3 separate regions of the Mus musculus genome follow, and regions 1 and 2 are each linked to region 3. The links are chromatin contacts, called in public HiChIP or PLAC-seq and Micro-C maps. All regions are on one chromosome and are shown on one strand. The core of a region is the stretch at or near the end of the contact, and the rest is flanking DNA. Distances in the headings are between cores, read along the strand shown.

Evidence for each region. A called contact is a pair of places that touch in the nucleus more often than the background predicts. HiChIP or PLAC-seq counts read pairs in DNA pulled down with a chosen protein or histone mark.
Region 1: a contact with region 3 is called in a Micro-C map of stem cell-derived neural progenitor cells, with 4 times the contacts expected there. The contact joins two enhancer-like sites. A contact is called at or near these places in 1 of 484 Hi-C or Micro-C datasets (stem cell-derived neural progenitor cells) and 2 of 115 datasets of contacts at active chromatin or transcription factors (bone marrow-derived macrophages and embryonic stem cells).
Region 2: a contact with region 3 is called in an H3K4me3 HiChIP or PLAC-seq map of bone marrow-derived macrophages, with 4 times the contacts expected there. The contact joins two enhancer-like sites. A contact is called at or near these places in 3 of 484 Hi-C or Micro-C datasets (CD4 T cells, cerebral cortex and myocytes) and 4 of 115 datasets of contacts at active chromatin or transcription factors (bone marrow-derived macrophages, fetal liver, memory CD8 T cells and 1 more).

The regions. Positions count from the first base shown.
Region 1 is chr8:115,372,462-115,377,054 of GRCm38.p6, reverse strand. No RefSeq gene overlaps it. Among named protein-coding and RNA genes, the nearest start is that of Gm39256, 270 kb to the left of the region's middle. Within about 2 kb of position 1,639, at least 27 of the 459 cell types and tissues checked have an H3K27ac peak or open chromatin away from gene starts, as enhancers often do. A contact at or near this core is called in stem cell-derived neural progenitor cells, where this site is marked.
Region 2 is chr8:115,390,453-115,394,975 of GRCm38.p6, reverse strand. No RefSeq gene overlaps it. Among named protein-coding and RNA genes, the nearest start is that of Gm39256, 250 kb to the left of the region's middle. Within about 2 kb of position 2,470, at least 4 of the 459 cell types and tissues checked have an H3K27ac peak or open chromatin away from gene starts, as enhancers often do. A contact at or near this core is called in bone marrow-derived macrophages, where this site is marked.
Region 3 is chr8:115,157,953-115,162,379 of GRCm38.p6, reverse strand. All of the region lies in intron 8 of Wwox (WW domain-containing oxidoreductase), which reads right to left. Among named protein-coding and RNA genes, the nearest start is that of Gm39257, 200 kb to the right of the region's middle. Within about 2 kb of position 2,284, at least 143 of the 459 cell types and tissues checked have an H3K27ac peak or open chromatin away from gene starts, as enhancers often do. A contact at or near this core is called in bone marrow-derived macrophages and stem cell-derived neural progenitor cells, where this site is marked.

The DNA of each region.
Region 1 (4,593 bases), core at 390-2,889, 220 kb before region 3:
TTTTTATGCTTTTAAAAATAGACTTCCCATTATAGAGCAACAAAACCAGTGGGAAAACCAGAGTCTCCTTAGATATCCTATCCTCATTCATTTTTATTTTTATACCCTGGCACAGTGGAAGAAACTGAGGCATAGACCGTAGAGCAATTTTCTCTAAGTAACTTTCAGAGAGAAGAAGGAAAGGGAGCCTCTCTACTTAGTCAAGGTCATTGAAAATCCCAATTTGGGTCTGCTGGTAAAGTTTTAATGGTACTCGATCTTATGCATCCTTTTGTACCAGCCTATGTCTGTGCTTCCTGCCAGGAAGGCAGAACTAAGTAGTTGTGACATTGACTATATGGGACACAAAGCCGAAAACAGTCACTGTTCAACCCATTACAGAACAAGTCTGTTTTTTAGAAGCGTACTTAGCTTATGGGATGGTCTTGCTCCACTATTGTTAGATGTATGCAGGCTGGGATGAAATGGACCAGTGAGTCAGGAAGGATGCTAATTTTAATCGAGGGATTCTTGATTCTTCTGTAAACTGGAGTGACTTGCTTTAAAGGTTTTCTGAAGTTAGGCATCTGGAGGATATTTCATTTGAAGAGATCCATGTGTGATACACACACAGACGGAAGGAGAGAGAAACAGAGGGAGGGACGGAAAAAACAGGACGGAGAAAGAGAGAAAGGATGGTACTTAGCTTTAAACATCAAGGTTTTGCTCATAGGAATAATAATAATAAATATTCATGATGAAGATTATGTGTGAATCTAGGCATAATAAATAGAAGACACAGTCTATTCTTAATGTGTACTGAGGAAGGGGGCACACACCTGTGTGTGTACAGGCAGGGGCCAAAGGAGTACACTGGGTGTCCTACTCTGTGGCTTCCCTCTTTATTCCTTGGGTACAGGGCCTCCTACTGAACCCAGAGCTGATCTGGAAGCCATCAAGCCTGCATGATCCTTCTGCCTCCTTCCTACAGAGTGCCTGGGTTATGGACGCATGCATACCCATGCTTGCCTGTCTTTTCATGTTGGTAGTAGGGATTCAAATTCAGATCCTACGTGCTTGCATAGAGACCCTTCTTACCCACTGAGCTGTCTCTGCAAGCCCTGGTCTACTCTATTAAAATCAATTGTGTGTAAATCTGCCCCATCAGACCTGCCTATTTAGCCTCATTGAGATTGAGGCTTGCAGCTGTAGGGCTGTTGGGAATGATCCCAGTTCTGGTCTCCACAATGGTGATGATGGGCTTTGCAATTAGAATCTTAGCATTATTGGAATGAAATACAATCAGGGGCCACCCACAGTGCAGTTCAGTTAGGACCGTCTTGGTTTCGGTCCTGAAAAACACCCAGTCTTGGGGAATCCCTTTATTGCAGGCAACAAGACTCGCTGGTCACCCTTGCATTTCTAGCCCAAGAAGAGGTGAGCTGATGACCTGGGTTGGTAGAATCATCACGTCACAGATTTTTTTTCAAACAGAGCTTATTATTTGGTTGAGGCCCTCAGCAGGCTTGCTTGGATGGGATCCCAGATTCTCTATAAATAGACAGGAAATGTTCGGGAGCCTCAGAGCTGGGCTCTTCACCACTGAATGATACGTTGTCACACCCTCTCTCTGTCACTCAGAAGAACAGTCTCCCCCAAGCACCAGAAAGAGACATGGCCCGTGATGTACTGGAAGCAAAAGCAAGATGCAAAGCAAGAGAATCTTCAGGGTTTAGCTCAAGTCCCTCATTCTGTCACAGGCAAAGAAGTTGTGTTTCTCTGTGGCCTCTTAAGGGACTGAAGGCAGCAGTATAGTTAAACACTCAAAACAACTACAACTCTCCGTGGATCGTCTCAATCAGAGGCCTGGATACCAGCTGGTGCAATTTGACTGAAAGCCCCCTTTTCTTTGTCTGGCCTTCTATGCAAGGATAATACAGCCCTGAGAAATATTTGCTCAAGGCATGAAGGAGGAGGCACCAGGCAGAACTACAATGTCTCCATACTCTCTAGGGGAGGGAGAATCTGCAGCCACTTCTGGCCAGAGAACTGAGAACGATGTTTTTTAAATTGGTGGGTACACGGCAATGGTGATTTATTGCAAACTGGAAGCAGGGTGATGAGATGGCGAAGACACAGGGCTAATGCAGTTCACACAGAAGCTCAGGCCAGATAGCTGAGGTGGGGGGTGGGGGAACCTGTCACCTCTGGGGCGTGTGTGTGTGTGTGTGTGTGTGTGTGTGTGTGTGTGTGTGTGTGTGTTTAAGTCACTTACCAAACTCTTATTAAGCACCAGCTTCTTCAGGTCTGGCACAGTTCAGAGTTTGGCAAGGAGCAGAATCACATGGGGTTACAGATGTGCGGAATTCAGGATGGTGGAGAAGGCAGATCCTGCGGCAGATACCGTTATAATGGGAGAGAGAAGGAAACCGGGATGGGAAGAAGGGAGGGAGGGAGGAAGGAAGAAAGGAAACAGGAGGTGGTGTGTTAAGGTCAAAGGAGGGAAGCAGACATAGAATCAAGGAGACCAGGTTTACAGAAGAGCAGGCAGCTCCTCTATAGAAGAATATTTAAACCGAAGAGGGTTTTTTTTTTTTTTAAGGCAAGTCCTGGGAGGTTGCAAGCCAGTCATTTAAAGAAAGGATTTTAGAACTTCTGGGTAGTGCAAACTTTAACAAAACAACTCTTACCAAATCGGTGCTCTATGTCCCTCTATGATAAATGACCAATAGAGCTGATTATTTTAAAGACAAATTTGTTTTGGGTCACCCACAGGAATGACCCATCTTCATAGCTGTGTGCGGTTTGTGCACCCAGCTGTGCAACTTTGTTAAGAGTCCAAGGTCTGGGTGCTGATTCCAGCCTCTCTGAGCATCACCTGCGGCTTAAGAAGCAGGAACGGGCAGCATCTATGAAAGCTCACCCCCATGTCTGAGAGCCCCATCTTCAGCAGTATGCAACGTAGGCGACTGAGCAGGAGCAGAATAAAGTGAAAATGAGATACGAAGGATTGAGGCAGAGCCACGCGATGGTTAAGTTAATCTTCAGGGGAGGGAAAACATGTCAGAGAATGTAAACCAGAACGGCCCAGCCCTGGTACAATTCTGCAGAGGGAATTAAATTCCTATGGAAAAACAAGGCTTCTGATTAGGGAAGGATTTGACTGCATAGAAAAATCTGGAACATTGGTCTATTAAAAATACTTGTAAAACCAGGGGAATCATGTAAGAAATTAGAGAGCTAAAAGAAGTGGGGGAGCTCAGGCTGTTGGAAATATAGTTATTATTTCAGATGCCGGATCATATTAGCAAGACCGTAAGGAAGAGAAAATTGGCTTTGAATTCTGTAAAGCACCGTTTGTGATCAGGTAGCACATTTAATTCAAAGCAGCCGTCTTAACGCTTTGTAGGTAACTCTTTAAAAAAGAGGAAGAAGAAATCCGAGGGCTGAAGATGTAGCTAGTGGTAAAATTCTGGCCTGGTGCTCAAGAAAGACCCAAGAAACCCAGTCCTTGCACCAGGCACCTCCTAACTGCCTGCCGGCAAGTGCAGTTACTTAGGGGGATGCGATGCTTCTGGCCTCCCCATCTGCCTCCTAAACTCACATGTATGAACTGTCAACACACACACACACACACACACACACACAAACACACATACACACAATTTAAGATACAGTAATCTTTTTAAAATCTCTATGTATCAGGAGAAATTCAGATTAGCAAAAAGTATCTATTTCCATGTCAAGCATACCAGAAACTGGAAAATAAGCAGAGAGAATCCAGGTTAGAATCTCAATGGGATCTATATCTATATCTATATCTATATCTATATCTATATCTATATCTATATCTATATCTATATCTATATCTATATCTATATCTATATCTATATCTATCTATATCATCTATATCTATATCTATATCTATATCTATATCTATATCTAATCTTACACACACACATTTAAAATGGGAAGCAAAGACAAAAATACTGGAGAAAGATGTCTTACGCGGACATTGTAAGCATATTTAGAAAGAAACAAAATGAATGGAATTTGGGCTCATTCTAGGATGTTATGGGCAGTGGTTATTTTCAAAGCAAAATTGTTGGATAATTCACATTGGTTTGGGTGTGCTGGGACAGTCTCTCCAGCTTCCATCTTTTTTTTTAAGCTTTCTTTTTATTTATTGGATTTTAATTTATTTACATTTTAAACCCTTTCCCAGGTTCCCCTCTGGAAACCCCCTATCCCATCCCCCCACCCCCTGCTTCTATGAGGGTGATCCCCTACCCACCCAGCCACTCCAACCTTCCCACCCTGACATTCCCCTACACTGGGGCATCAAACCCCCTCAGGCCCAAGGGCCTCTCCTCCCACTGATGTCCAACAAGGCCATCCTCTGCCACATACAGAGCTGGAGCCATGGGTCCCTCCATGTGTACTCTTTTGTTGGTGGTCCAGTCCCTGGGAGCTCTGGGTGGTCTGGTTGGTTGGTGTTATTCTTCCTATAGGGGTGCAAACCCCTTCATCTTTTAATGAAAATGTTTTGACATGAACTCAAATGGAAATTAGTGAAGACACATATGATTAATTTCTTCATTCTTTCTTTCTCTT
Region 2 (4,523 bases), core at 1,221-3,720, 230 kb before region 3:
ACTCATGTCCACTGAGGGCCACCAGATGCTTTCCTGTGCTCTAATCCAGAAATGTACCCCTCCTTAGAGACCCCCCAAAATGTGTCATCCTTGCAATTTCCTGTGGATATTTCTATTTCTTCCACACAACACCTTTATAAGCATCACTAGTGTACACAACACCTTTATAAGCATCACTAGTGTATACCATTCTCAGCAAAGCGGGGACCAGATCTGATTCAGTGCCTACTGATTCCTGTCTACTCTCAACTGTGATAGCTGGTCTTGGTTGTTAACTTGACTACATCTGGAACTGACTAAAATCCCAGAGGTTTGGTGCACCTATAAGAGATATTTCTTAATTAAATAACTTTGAAGTTGGAATACCCACCTTTAATGCAGATCTTTGAAGGTGCAAAGATGCACCCTTAATCTGGGCCACACATGGTGACGGCTTTATATTTTAAAGGACATGGAAGAAAGAAGCCATTGTTCTTTGCCTTCTTGCTCTTACTTGCACTAGCAGGTTAATTCCTTCTCTGGCATTAAAACCTACTTCTTCAGGTCTCCAGTGTATATTGAAGACCATCTGAGACATCCGACCTCATGGACTCTACAACTACCTGGTTTTTGGACTTTCTGCTGGTAGACAGCCAGACAGCCATTGTTGGACTAGCTATACCACAGGCTATAAGCTACTGAAAAGGGGGGGGGAGGGAAGAGGGGGAGAGAGAGGGAAACGAAGAATAGATGGCAAATAGATAATTAGATAGATAAATAGATAGATATTCATTCTATTGGTTCCATTCCTCTAGAGAAATTCTGCTAAGTATACCCAATCACATTGTCCTTCATATTCCAAGGTGAAGAATTTGTTTGAAACCTGGATGTTTAATTCTTTATTATTATTATTAGTAGTAGTAGTAGTAGTAGTAGTAGTAGTAGTAGTAGTAGTAGTATTCACTTTATATCCTACTCACTGCCCCCCTTCTCGTCACCCCTTCCCCAGTCCTTTCCCTTTCCCCATCTCCTTCTCTTCTGAGAGGGTGGGGGCCCCCTGTATATCTCCCCACCCTGGTACATTGAGTCTCTGCAAGACTAGGCTCATCCTTTCCCACTGAAGCCAGACAAGGCAACTCAACTAGAAGAACATGTCCCACAGACAGGCAGCAGCTTTTGGGATAACTCCTGCTCCAGTTATTCAGAATCCACATATGTAGCAGATATGAAGGAGAGGGCTAGGCTAATGCTTCGGTTTCTGAGAGTCGTAAGGGTTCAGGCTAGTTGACTCTATTAGACTTCCTGTGGAGTTCCGATCCCCTTCACGGCCCAAAATCCTTCCCCCAGCTCTTCCATAAGAGTCCCCCAGCTTCACCCGCTGTTTGCCTGTGGGTGTCTCATCTATCTGAGTCAGCTTCTGGATGGAGCCTCTCAAAGGACAGCCATGCTAGACTCTTGTTTGCAAGCATAACAGAGTATCATTAATAGTATCAGGGATTGGTGCTTGCCCACAGGATGGGTCTCAAATTGGGTCGGTTATTGGTTAGTCATCTGGATGCTTAATTCTTTTACTGTGGGCATTTTTTAAAAATTGGGTCTTTAAGTTTTGTTTTTGTTTACTTTCAATCACTCTTTAGGATAACATGTAAAATTGAAAAGTTAATTATTATATACAATGAGAAACTCATCACCATAGATGGGCAGAAGATACAGATCTTACATAGAGAATTTTTTCCTGAGGAACAACTCTAGCCCATTTGTTCTCTGCAATATCCCCTTCTCTCTGCTCCTCCCCCCCCCACACACACCTCATTGTCACCAAAGACACTCCTCTGGCCTCTCTGGTTACTCATTCTTTGTCTCTGATAATCTAGTCCTCAACTCCCCTGCATGAAACTGTTTATTCTAGACACATTGACAACCTGTCTCCATTAGGGTTATGGAACGGATGGGTCAAGATTAGAGACCCGGTTGACTGAAGACAGAAGAGTCTGAAAGCTCACTCATTTCTTGGTCCAAGGGCAGGAAGGCAAGACCCAGGTGAACATATCACAATACTTTACAAGGGGGACTGATGGATGCATAGGGGGCTGATATTCAGAAACAAAGTCTGGCCATTTCCAACTACTATACATTTGACCATTTTATGTTAAAGAGGTAGAATTTTATTTATTTTGCCAATGAAAATTGTGTGTGTGTGTGTGTGTGTGTGTGTGTTTAATTCGAATGACACTCATCATTATCCACACACCACTAGACACTTTGACTCCATTGTTCTCCGTGGCACATTGGGAAATTCACTGAAGTAGAAAGAGACAAACCTGATCTTAGGTTTTTCAAAGAGCTTCCTCAAGAGTCAATTTCAATGGAAGATCAAAGATTAGTCATAGGCAAATTCTGGTTCCCACAGCTTCCCTTCCTCCAAGTTTCCCCATTGACCCTACAAGCCTATGAATAGTATCAGAGGGGAGGAACTGGTGGTCAGACATGAATGAAGCAATGGTCCCACTCTTCCAAAAGGCTCATGGCATGTGCCTGATGGAAGTTCTTCTTGGAGTGACCACAGACTGAGGACATGATTCAGTTGATAAAGTGTTTGTCTTCTGAGTGTAGGGAGCTGAGTTTTATCTCTAAAACCCATGTTTAAAATGACAGGCATAGTAGCTAACACTCATAATCTCAACCCTGGAGAAGGGAAGGCAGGAAGATACTTGGGAATACAATGTGCTGTCCTCATTAACAACAAGTTCTATACCAGTGAGAGACCCTACCTCAAAGAAATGATGTGGACTTCTGAGGAATGACACCTGAGATTAATCTTTGACCTGTACATATGTGCACACATCTGTACCAGCATATACATGAGCACACACATGTACAGCTACACACACAAAGAAAGGGCATGGCTTAAAATGTTTTGTCCCATAATCAGCTTCCAAATGCTGACACCATTGCCTACACTAGCAAGATTTTGCTGAAACGACCCAGATATAGCTCTCTCTTGTGAGACTATGCTGGGGCCTAGCAAACACAGAAGTGGATGATCACAGTCAGCTATTGGATGGGTCACACGGCCCCCAATGGAGGAGCTAGAGAAATTACCCAAGGAGCTAAAGGGAACTGCAACCCTATAGGTGGAACAACAATATGAACTAACCAGTACCCGGGAGCTCTTGTCTCTAGCTGCATATGTATCAAAAGATGGCCTAGTCGGCCATCACTGCAAAGAGAGGCCCATTGGACTTGCAAACTTTATATGCCCCAGTACAGGGGAATGCCAGGGCCAAAAAGGGGGAGTGGGTGGGTAGGGGGTTGGGGTGGTGGGTATGGGGGACCTTTGGGATAGCATTGAAAATGTAAACGAGGAAAATACCTAATTAAAAAAAAAAAAGAAAAAATGTTTTGTCACAAGATGGGTTAAAGAGCAAACCATATGCAAAGGGCTCAGCTCATTCTTTGAGGCCACTGGGATGTTCAAGGGCAAGCAGCTGTTGAATTCCTCTGTCAGGTGCCATATACTAAGGTTGTTCAAGACCACACTTGCTTTATTTTCTTTGACTTTTGAACTAGGATAGAAAGCTCGGATTCAGGGTGTAACCTTGCAGTTTATTGCTCTCTGGTCTTAATCCCCCACCCCCAAGATTCTACTTCCTTTTCAGTTCTCTTGAGTCTCTTCGACTCAAGTGTGGTTGGTGTGTCTAGTTTGCCTATCAGTGATCATAGAACTCTTGCCATGTACAAAGCTTATCTGTAGGCATCATCTTGTCAGATGAAACACACGTCTAGGTACCAGAATCCATCATTCAGGAGACCAGATGGAAAATAGTGATGGAAGCACCTAGAAATGGCACTGGTACCCCAAATTGCATGCACATGAAATCACCTGCTGCCTGTTTTGCATGCTATCAGGGAGATCAGACACAAGGTTCTAGTTGCCTGGCAATGAACCCCCAGGAAGCTGCACACTAAGCTTAAGGGAAAATGAGTGAAAAGTATGTGTTCCAACCCTCTCCACGGCCAAACACAAAACAACAGGCTCAAAACGCTGTGGTTTAAAGTGCAGCACAGACAAAATGACCAAGAGTAGCTTAAGGAAAAAGAAGAAAAAAACCCACCCGAACAGAATAAAGAGTGAGAAGCCTACAAGGGAATATTTATTGATACAAAGCAACAAAGTACATTTCAGAACTGTACTGTCTAAGCCCTGTTGGACCTAAACTCTAAACATGCCTAGATCTTCTAAAGAAGAGAATACAGAGAAATAACATCTTCTTTAAAACAGCCAGACATGAGGCGGGAGACATGGCTTGGTCAGTAAAGTACTTACCAAGCAAGTATAAAGACGTGAGTTCAGATCCTTGGCCCTCACATAACGAGTCTTGCTGAATACGTGAACTCCAGTTTCGGAGAGATCTCTCTCTCTCTCTCTCTCTCTCTCTCTCTCTCTCTCTCTCTCTCTCACACACACACACACACACACACACACACACACACACACACAAAGAGAGAGAGAGAATAATTAATGAAAACACCTTACACATACA
Region 3 (4,427 bases), core at 1,035-3,534:
ACAGCAGGGATCTGTAGGACTTTGGTCTGGGAAAGACTCTTGGGAACTTTATATGGATGCAGCTTGGGAAGGCAGAGAGCAAGGTGATGCAGGGTATTCAATGCCAGCGTGAGCATGGGGGCTGCAGGGCAGGCAGGCACTCATCCTGGCTGAGCTTTCTGGCTGCTCCCAGGGTCAGATGGAAAGAAGGCCAGCTTGTGCTTCCTCCCTCCTTTTCCCTCTTCACTGTTATGAAATGCAGGTGATTGGAAGACAGCTATTACTTTCTGAAATCCAAGGTGTGTGTCTGGGGGTGGTGGTGGGGCGGCTACCATCACAAAAGGCAGAATTAAGCTACGAAATTAAACCCTCTAAATATAAATAATAAATTCTCTCATTGGTGCCCAACCCCGGGGCCAACGTAAGGAAAACCTGAGTCCCTGCTGAGCCTTTTTATTACTTGAGGTATATGGAGTCTCTAATTTAGGGCTAAATATAAAACTAAAGCACACACAGCTGGACTTTCAAGTAGTTTCAAAGCACATTTAATACCTTCCCGCGAAACTTCCAAAATCCAAGCCGTCCCCGCTTTGCTGCCGTATAAACAGAAGTCGGGCAGACCTAACATAATGTATGGGATTCAAAAGGATATTTAAGAGGGGTGGGGAACACACAGGCTGAGGGCCCACAGCCATCAGAATGCTGACCCATGTTCACCGGCCCATGCTGTCCTTTGCTGGGTGGGTTATAATAGAAACCAGTAAAGCTAAGTAGAGGTGGGGGGGGGGGTGGGGGAGGGCAGAGTGCCGAGGAGGGCTGCCTTTAACCGCAGTTTTGTCTGCCCCTGAGTACTTTTCAGCACCATTCCTACACCCCTGGGCCAATGGAAAATGAGAAAGAGTCAAAGCCGGACTGGCAGACATGAATGGATTCTCTGTTAACCCCGGGAATTCTTCTTGAAGGAGAATCCAGGATTCTGGTTTATGATTTTTGTGTTGCCAGACACTTTAATTGATTTGTTAATGAGCCCCAAAGTCTCAAGACTTCTGTGAGCGAAAGGCAGTTTGGAGTGAACGCTATGTTACAGTTGAGGTAGTAGGTACTGTTCAAACAGCTCTTGCTTTGAAGGCGTGGTCCCAAAATAATACTCAGAGGTGGAGCTTCGGAAAATAATTGGATCATTAACGGCTCTGGCTGGCTTAATCATCAGGCTAATTCACTGATCGATTCATACTTTGACAACTTTATGGGGAAGCAAAAGAGACTAGAAGATTAGACCTACTTGGGCTAGGCAGATACTAGGGAGCATGGCTTTGAAGGTCACACCCTGACTCTGACCCCTGTCCCAGCGCCATCCCCCGTCTTGCTGCTTCCTGACCTCCATGAAGTGAGCAGCCCTGACCCTGAGGTGGCAGCTAGAAGCTAGCTGAGTCACCCTGGGTTAGCACTGGGACCCGGTCAAACAAAATCAGGGTCCTTATCTCTTAGAAGGATCTGCTATGGGGACAAAGAGGATGCAGACCACAGACACCCAGATGGCTTACAAAATGCAGCTACAAGTTCTTCAATAGTCTTCCCACCAGGAAGTAGAGCCTTATGTCCCCCTGCATTGAATCCCAGTGTGCCAGGGATGGTAAACTCACTATAAGGTCTCCTCATATGGTGAGAGGAAGTGGCTTCCTGTGATGTCCAAGGTCAGTCGGAGAAGACCTTGCCATGGCAGCTATGAGGTGTACGCCCTACAAGATCCAACCTCTCTAAGACCACCACGCTAAAGAAGCCAGAGGCGGAGCCCCCCACTTAGCCACTCATGCAGTAAGAAAGGTAATTATGGGCTAGCCCACCCACCAATCACCCCGTGACCTTTGCCCCATAGCCAACAGATTGAGAGACAAAGCAATCCCTACCCCCCCCCCCAAAAAATTGAGCCAGAAAATGATGGGATTTAATAAAAACAAAAACAAAAAAATGCATTGGTTGTTGTCTACTAGTAGCACGTGGGGCGCTTTGTAACTCGGGAACAGATAAATGACAGGGGCCAGACTCCAGGGATGTCGAGATAAAATGAAACCATATACACTACATTCCCAGTACACAGCGGGCTCTCGGCAGCGGCGGATGTCAGATCACGTCCCATTCCTGGTGACAATAGACTTGATTGCCTTTCAGTTTCACTGCCTATTTTTATACTGTGCGACGCTAAATCGTAAATTACAAGCAGCTTAGCAGCCTCTGATTCCTACCCAGCACTCTGGGTTTTATTGGGCTCTCAAAGTTAGAGAAAGGCGCACATGGAAATTGGAGCGGCTCCTCTGCTCTCCTCTAGGGGCTCTGGAAGGAGGTTCTTCAGCCGGAAACTCCTAGCTTCTGACCGTGCTTCGTGCCCCCCCACCCCCACCCCTCAACTTCCACTCCCCGGTGGCAGGCACACCACGGTGAACAGGGGGCTTTCTGCCGGGAAGTTTGCAAGCGTTTTTTCTGAGCAGTATTGGTTTTCTTTTTTCTAGCCGGCGTAGATTTGTGAGCTGCAATGTGTTCCTGCAGGAAGGAGGCAAGCAGCCTCCCTTGGCAAGTCTCACCATGAAGTTATTTCTCGGATCCGCATCTAGAATTGGTTGTATAACTTGGTGATTGCCAGAAAGCATTTGGGAGCCAGATGGGTCTTGGCATGAACCCTGGCTCTTTTCCTTCCAGATGGAGAGAACTTGGGGGCAGATTTTTGTTAAAAAAAAAAAAACAAAACAAAACAAAAGGAAAAAAACCTCAGTTTACACTTTTGAGAAATGGGACTAATCATAGTGCCCTCTGGTAGTGCATTTGGGAAGCCTCAACTAGGTAAATACTCGAGGCCCTGCTCGAAGTCGGAGCTCACAGTCATTTTTCTGCTAACAGGAATCCTCATCGCTGGAGGCTACCCCGGCGAAAGTTGTTGGACTTGGCTCAGAAAAGCATAAGACGCCTGTGAGATTAGAAATTCGGATACAGAACGAACAGCATGCTGGTGTATACTAGACACTCCGGAAGCCCGGTGGCCTGCTACCGAACGCATTTGCTGCTACTTCTCGTAAAGCACGCCCCCCCCCGTTTTCCTGAGACCCCCCCTCTGCGGGATAGATGATGGCCATTGGTATTTACAATGAAGAGCAATCATTCAGCGTCTGGATGGAGGGCTCACCCAAGAGCTGCTAAACAGAAAGCTCTCATCTCTGTTTTCTCATCTTTAATACAAACTCCCATCCTCCATCTCCCTTCCTCCAGCCTCCAGCCTAATTCTGAACACCCCCACCCCCACCCCCACCCCCGGTAATGAACATTAGCTGGGAGGATGCTCTGGAAAAGCCGAGCTGGAAAAAGTTTCTCTGGAGCCCCACTGCCGCAGTCATTACATAACCAGCTCCCTCCAGCAGCAGCCTGAGGTTCGCTGTGGAGATGCTTCCATTTGTAGCCTCTCCAAGTTCCTCTGGTGCAGCGGCCCCCTCCTTCCAAGTCCCTTCCCCTCCTCTCTCTTCATGCCTGAGGTCTGGCTCCACTGGAAGCCACCCCCCCCACACACACACACACGCCACTCGCTCATTTTTTTCCACATAATATACTGCAGTTTATTACATAAGTGATTTATTGCATGCGTCTTAATGTATAAGGGGCAAAAAGTTGTTTAAAATAAATCCAACTGAGAGGATAATCTCTGTGGGCAAAATGTACTTGGACTTAATTTCTCTACTGGGTATTATACACTATATAATTGCCTTAAACAGAAGCTGCACACACAAATTTAGCTTGGCACCGATATCTGGCTACACGGAACACTCAAGTTACACGCTGGGTTTTTCTACAAATCCTTTGCTCCCCCGGAAGAAAACTCAACAGCATCCCTTAAAGAAATATTCAGCCTGACTCTCCCGCTGAGATTGGGAGGGGGAGGGTAGAAGAGCAGCCCATTGTATCCTGGATGGAAGGGGTGGGAGGCCTTTGTCTTGAGAGAGAGGGCAAGGCTGCCAGCTTGTCACTGGGCAGATCTGGTTCCTGGAATTCTGTAGCCCCCTCACTGGCCCTGGACATGGGATATGCACTTAATTAAAGTTGATGGTGGCTTGCCCTTCTTTCTCCTACAGATTAATTAATTAATGTATTCATTGACTCCCTCATGCATTTATTCATTCTACAAATACTCTCTGAGCTGCTCTTGAGCCCTTGGGCGGTGGTGGGTCCTGGGAATAGGAGAGTGAGCCACACACTGTTCCTGCCCACACCTAATGAGGAGACAGGCCGTACGTAATTAAGCTGTCCTACCACACACCTTAAGTGTGACAGGACAGGCTGTTGCGAGAAGAATGGGTACGTGGTGCTCTGAGGGCCTGTAGAAGACAGAGAAAAGTTTCAAGGGAATGGCTTGAGCGGGTGTTAGTTAGCCTTTGCTGCCGTAAGGAATACACCCAAATTTAGATGCT